2 separate regions of the Gasterosteus aculeatus genome follow, and region 2 is linked to region 1. Evidence: chromatin contacts called from public Hi-C data. All regions are on one chromosome and are shown on one strand. The core of a region is the stretch at or near the end of the contact, and the rest is flanking DNA. Distances in the headings are between cores, read along the strand shown.

Evidence for each region. Hi-C and Micro-C count contacts between places; a contact is called where the count stands out from the background.
Region 2: a contact with region 1 is called in a Hi-C map of skeletal muscle, with 4 times the contacts expected there. The contact joins the enhancer-like site here to the promoter of ddx1 in region 1. A contact is called at or near these places in 4 of 6 Hi-C or Micro-C datasets (liver, skeletal muscle and whole body).

Annotation. Positions count from the first base shown.
Region 1 is chr18:12,139,788-12,142,898 of fGasAcu3.hap1.1, forward strand. ddx1 (DEAD (Asp-Glu-Ala-Asp) box helicase 1) reads left to right here and starts at 1,731. Exons shown (of 26, transcript XM_040160284.2): 1 at 1,731-1,835; 2 at 1,952-2,003; 3 at 2,132-2,195; 4 at 2,282-2,311; 5 at 2,423-2,519; 6 at 2,717-2,764; 7 at 2,859-2,942; 8 at 3,100-3,111. The coding sequence starts at 1,820. nbas (NBAS subunit of NRZ tethering complex) reads right to left here and starts at 1,718. Exons shown (of 53, transcript XM_078093309.1): 1 at 1,407-1,718; 2 at 1,012-1,063; 3 at 752-788. The coding sequence starts at 1,499.
Region 2 is chr18:12,207,957-12,211,052 of fGasAcu3.hap1.1, forward strand. All of the region lies in intron 2 of itsn2a (intersectin 2a), which reads right to left. Among protein-coding and RNA genes, the nearest start is that of itsn2a, 7.1 kb to the right of the region's middle. Within about 2 kb of position 1,350, at least 4 of the 9 cell types and tissues checked have open chromatin away from gene starts, as enhancers often do.

The DNA.
Region 1 (3,111 bases), core at 481-2,980:
CACACAATGGGAGGGCAATCAGTCAGATTATTGAGGTGCTAGCTAACAACCTAAGGAGACGATAAGCAGGTCTTGATGCTGCAGCATTACAGAATCTACAGCGGGCCACATCTAGTCATTTGCTAACAGGATGGGCAATAAGAGCAGGGTGAGATAAGTATACATCTTCAATATAGGATAGTGCGTCTATAAAAACAAAGTTATTTCGAGAATTAGAAGTGTTGTCCTACTAGTCTCAGTTGCAAATGATTATGTACAAACTTTCCTTTTAATCTGAGTTAGCAAACAATTGAAAGCCAGAATGGGAATAATCAAGGCCATCATATGATGTAACATGTCATACATCATACACAATTATCTAATTCAAATACCACTTAAAAAACAATGAAAGTTGTTGTTATTAAGGCCAAAAAAACAACAAAAATGCTTTTGGAGAAAGGTTTCCTGTCATATTCATGCTGTACAAAGCAATTATGCCCAAAGCACAATAATTACTGTGTACATTTTTTTTATCTAATATATTTTGATTTTTTTCAAAATCTTTTTCAACCTAATATATCCAGACTTTTTTTAAATACGTTTTTTGACTTAAGATATTTTACCTTATAAAAAAAATATTTTTCAACCTAATTATAGCATTTTTTGACCTAACATATTTCAACATTCTTTTCACCAAAACATGTTTTGGCATAATTGTTTTGGGACTGTGCATGTCAGGGACTCCCGGCACACTATATAGTGATGAACTTACCTGTACCACAAGTAGTGCAGGATTAAGCGGAATGGCCCTGTAGGAAATATATCATATTTAGTAGAAAAATCACAAAGATACTATAAGCTAATTAATTTATCCAGTATAGGCCATACCCCCTCACATCCTAAATAAAGGTCAGGACGTGCCGTTAAGGACAAATAGGACCTGTAAATAAGCCTATTTACCTTGATCTAGTGCCCCCTTTCGGCATACTGGGTATCACAACTAACGTTGGGGTAGACTACAAGTGAACTTACCTGTCACTGCTTTTGCAATAAGTGACGTGTTGCGCTCCTTGTTACCTCGCAACTGCAAACGATAGAAAGTGACATGTTAGCTTAGTTGCGTCGGTGTCTTCGGGTTGACTTTGATGAAAGTATGACAGTTAATGTTAGCTAGTCCATTTAGCTTTCTATATTAAGCAAGTTATGAGGTCCTCACAGATGAAAACAGACGTTAACTTGTATTATAATCAGAAATCATGCTACACCGTATGACAGTGTTAAATAGAGATTCATATGGAAATGTGGCTCTGGTTGTATGCTACGTGGCTTTGAGCGGCACAGTTTTTTGGAGGCCGTTTTTCCAAATAAATTCTCAAGAAAGACCTACACACTGAATTGAAAATGTTTAAAATGGAAGTTTCACAGACCTGAGTGTCGGTCTCTGGCGGCCATTCGGTAATGACGAGTAAATCGTATAAAATGTTCTCATCTTCGCCTTCAATCAGACTTTCTTCAGCCATGTTTACTTGAACAGGCTGTCAAGAACTCTACGGCGAGTATCACTGGACAAAATACACCAGGAACCCGCGTCTGGAGACAAAACCCTGAAGATAGGCTTTTTCGTGGCTTAATATCTACTTACATATTATGATATTAACGTAAACATATGCTTATGTAGCTCAACTCAGCAGTAAAATGGATAGTAAAATATTTAACCTATTTTAGGAATTACTTTACCAACCGGAACCAATGTCATAAGGCTGCTCTGCTGGCGGGCTATCCCAGTTACACTACCCACTTACACGTCACATCCGGTAAAACTGCATTCGCAGCAGCAATAATGGCAGCGTTCTCTGGTAAGAATATAGCTTTATCAACTTCACGTTGACGTCGCAATCGTATTTTACGTAATCTCTAAACTAGTTTTAAAAAAGCTACGTGCTCACTGAATAATATATATTTTGTCCAACAGAAATGGGGGTTATGCCCGAAATCGCGCAGGCTGTGGAAGAGCTGGGCTGGCTGTAAGTCGAGTGGCTTTCTGTAATTACTTTAAAAATACTATCCATATCGCCATATGACGTTATGTCCATATTGTTGTCACCAGTTACAGTTGACAACTAACTTATGTGTTTCAACCATTGGATTTCAGGCTACCTACTGACATCCAGGCCGAGTCCATTCCCCTTATTCTTGGTGGAGGAGATGTACTTATGGTATATTTACTTCTTTGCTTCTGCTTGTCAAAAGAATGTTTGTACGCAGCAGGTTTGACATATATTTTACTCTTCTTTTTTTTCAGGCAGCTGAAACTGGGAGCGGTAAAACCGGCGTAAGTACCTGACATCTACTCAGTTTTAAAGAACTACTGTACCTCCGCAGTTTGCATCAACAACATCAGTCCGAATTACGTAATAAAGTGTGCAATCCTTGTCATCCTCAGGCCTTCACTATCCCTGTGATCCAGATTGTGTATGAGACCCTGAAGGATGAGCAAGAGGGCAAGAGGGGCAGATCCTCCATCAAGACTGGAGGAGCTAGTGAGACCACTTAAATAGTAGTGACTTTGTAGGTTTCAGTCAGTGACTTTTTTTTATACAAGCTCCCGATAACATTGGACAGAGCTCTGGTCCAATATACCTAGTTGGGCCAGTATGATAATACAAATAAATATAACATCAGTGGCTTCTTTCTGCAGACATTTAATCTACCTACTTGTTTCTTTGTTTTTGTTCAGTTTTCAACAACTGGCAGATGAATCCTTATGACCGCAGCGCTGCCTTTGGTACGAGGGTGAAAATGAGCATGGAATGCCACGTTTCAGCTCTGTTATTTGTCATCGCTATTCATTCACACTTTTTCCTTTCATGCCTCTACAGCGATTGGTCCAGATGGTCTGTGCTGCCAGAGCAGGGAGTTTAAAGAGTGGCATGGCTGTCGCTCTACAAAAGGGGTCTCCAAAGGTGTGTAATGCAAGATGTTCAGTAAAAGACAAATACGGATGACATGACAACATACGTGCATTTCACAGAGAACCAAATCATTATTTGATAGACTTGCATTGTATGGATCCTTTTATGTCTTTGCAATTGTTATCTATCCATGTATTTCTGTGTTCAGGGAAGTACTACT
Region 2 (3,096 bases), core at 100-2,599, 68 kb after region 1:
AGGCCACACATTCTGGAAAAGTTGAATGGACCAAACTCTTCAGCAGAGAGGATATGTTTTACACGATTTGCCCTCAATTTCCACATGCTTTTCTCCGTTCCGGTTTCCTCTTGTTTTAAGTCACATTCAGTTGGAGTCTGTCTTTGCTCTTCACCTCCACCAACCCCTCGTTCATCAGGTTGACACATCAGTGACCTGGCGCTTTCCTTTACAATCGGTAGACTTGATGATTTGTCGGTGGTGGTGGTGGTGGTGAGGGCAGACTCACAAACACCCAGACTACTTGCTTCCAAGTAAGCTTGATTGCCAGAGATTCCTGAGTTTGTGACTTTGCCCGAGTGTAGATCAGACTCAGAATTGTTGTCTGTGTTGGATACTATGTTGAAGTTGGATATTTCCTCTCCACACGTAATGCGCCACTGCCATACTTTGTCAGAATCCATCTCTTTTTGGTCCTCCTGACTGCAGGTGTCCATGTTGTCCATTAAGGTGATGTATCATTCCACATCTTCCTTATCTGTATTCAGTTCAGGGGAAAAAAACATACATATCTCAGCCGGGATATACTTAACAGACTATAATATCATAGGTTTTACGCTTACAGCCTCTCAAATGTGAGGAACTCGATCTAAACTCTTAACACGGTGGCCAAAAAAGTTGGAAAGAAACAACGAGCATTTTGTTAGAGATGAGATTAGTGTGATTTCTCCAGCAGCAATATGCAGGGGCTGCAGCTAAAGTTACCAGAGGTTGCATTGAGTTTTAATAAGAAGCAGTGGACTCTACAAACTGCCTTCCTCAGAAGTCCTTTTCGATCGTATATGCTTAATTTAATAAAACAATCGCTTTTTCAGAAGCACAATCACATCAACGTTAACAGGCTTTCGGGCATTTTGAGACAGGCACGATCATGGACAAAAAGGTACGAAACAAACGGCAATACGTAACTAAGGGAGGCGGTATAATAGTCGCTGCTAACTACACGCAGTGTTTCCCTTATGACGTATTCTTGTGTAAAACAAGGCTTCAAATGTGTAAACTGGAGAATTAGAAACACTTACGGTAACGGGAATAAAGAAGGGTCCGGAACCTTTAAAGGAAGTGACGACGATGAATTAACTAGTCATTTCAGAATAAAAGTGTCTAGAAACGGAGCGTCTGTGATTAAAGCGGAATTTTTAAAGTACTAGCAGTAGTAATACTATAAATATTAGTCATATTAACTGTATTAGATTATTTTGTCATTCAACGAAAAAAAGCCTAATTTTGAGCCTTGTGCTTGAAAACAGTTAACCCACACTGGGGCTTTATTTTGGAAATGGGGAAGACACGACGATCTTCCTGGGGAGACAAAGAGAGAAACAGAAAAACAGAAGATAATGTAGCTCTCACTGCTTTGATTTCAGACAGTGAGACGAGGGACAACTTGATCGTTTAGGAGTCAGAAGTAACCTAGGACTTAATTTGGCGGATAGTTTTCACTTCCCCTTGTTGCAGGCTACTTCTGCCAAGTGTGTAATTCTATTGCATGCCATGGTAATATTTCTGTGACTAGTACAAGATAAGCTACATTTTGACCCAAAATGATGGATGACGAGTGAAAGTTGTATGAATCCTGATATTTCACAATATTCTGATGCTCCTCTCGGTTGTAACAACTACATCACACGCACTTCGCTTTGCAATATACACAAAGTATAAAATCAGAAAAGGTCTGATAAGATTCAAATGTTGAATACAAATTTACAGTAAAGAACAATATTTGCTGATTTAGCATGCCAAAAGAATGATGATCTACAAACCTGTGTATATAGTAGACATTGATGTATTTTAAAAGGATTACACGGTAGAAAGGATGCTTTTAAAAATGGTTTTATAAAATGAACTTAAACAGAAGAGAAAATTATGACAACATATCAAGATACAGGAAATGTTACTTTCTGCTGTGTAAATCAAATTATGATGAAATCAATGATTCTTTATGCATTTACATAACAGCTTCAAGAAAAAGAACTTTAGTAATTTACTGTAGTATTTCCATTTGTAAAAAAAATAGAATAGGATGACTGAAGGTGCAAGATCAGAAAAGGCATGGTATCATATGAAGTGGTAGAAAACGTAAAGATGAACAACTGAAAAAACAAACAATGTAATACACGTATCTGCTATCCATTGAATAAAGTAAAAAATATACTTCACAAATTCTTACAAACTTAAAAAATGACCGTTTCTCCCCACGGAACAAAAGGAAAGATCTTAACTAAAGTCCAACTGTGGCACAATCAAACCGCCTTTAAAACGAAGCTTCAAAACATGAATACTGACAGCTAATGCACGGAAACCTTTTAGTCTGATCGATCCATCTTTTTAGGAAAGGTTTAGTAAACTTTTAAAATATACTTTCAAACCAATTTATAATAATCTACATTCTCCCCCAGCAGATACATCTTCATAGCAACCGTTCAGCCTAAAACTAACCTGTCTGTGTCGGCTCTAACCGAGAACATCAAGTGATGCTCACCTCCTGTTTGTGAACTCCAGACCTGTGAGAGTCATCGGGCACATGTTCTTGCTCTTCTTTGCTCCAAGTGCTCTCATCGCATCTGTAACCTCAGCTCCAATGAGTATGAGAGTGTTTGTGTGGTCCTCGCCGTGTTCGGACATCGGACAGATTCTTGTGGTTCGTCCAGCAAACATTGAGGATTCTAATTTTCTGATTTGACATCATGAAGAGGACAACGTTGTGGCTCTGGGTCTGGTTCTGGAGGCGTACTGCCATAGCGTGGATCATATTCCTCCTCTTTTATCTCCAGTTTTACCCAGAGAGGACTGTCACAACGTGTATCCAACAGCTTCTCATCCGTCTGCACAACGGTCCCCGGATTTGTTGGGAACTGCGTGTCCTCATTAGGCGACAGAAGTTTCTCGTTAACTTTGTCCCTGCCGACTAAATGCAGATTGTATACATCTGAAAAGTATCTCACTTGTCGCACCGAACGAACTTTGTTCATTTTCTTGGCTGGAACATTCACGGCATCTTGTTTAGCTTTTGTTAGCAGTGACAACTTTCTTTTTTTGATACTTTGCATCATCTCA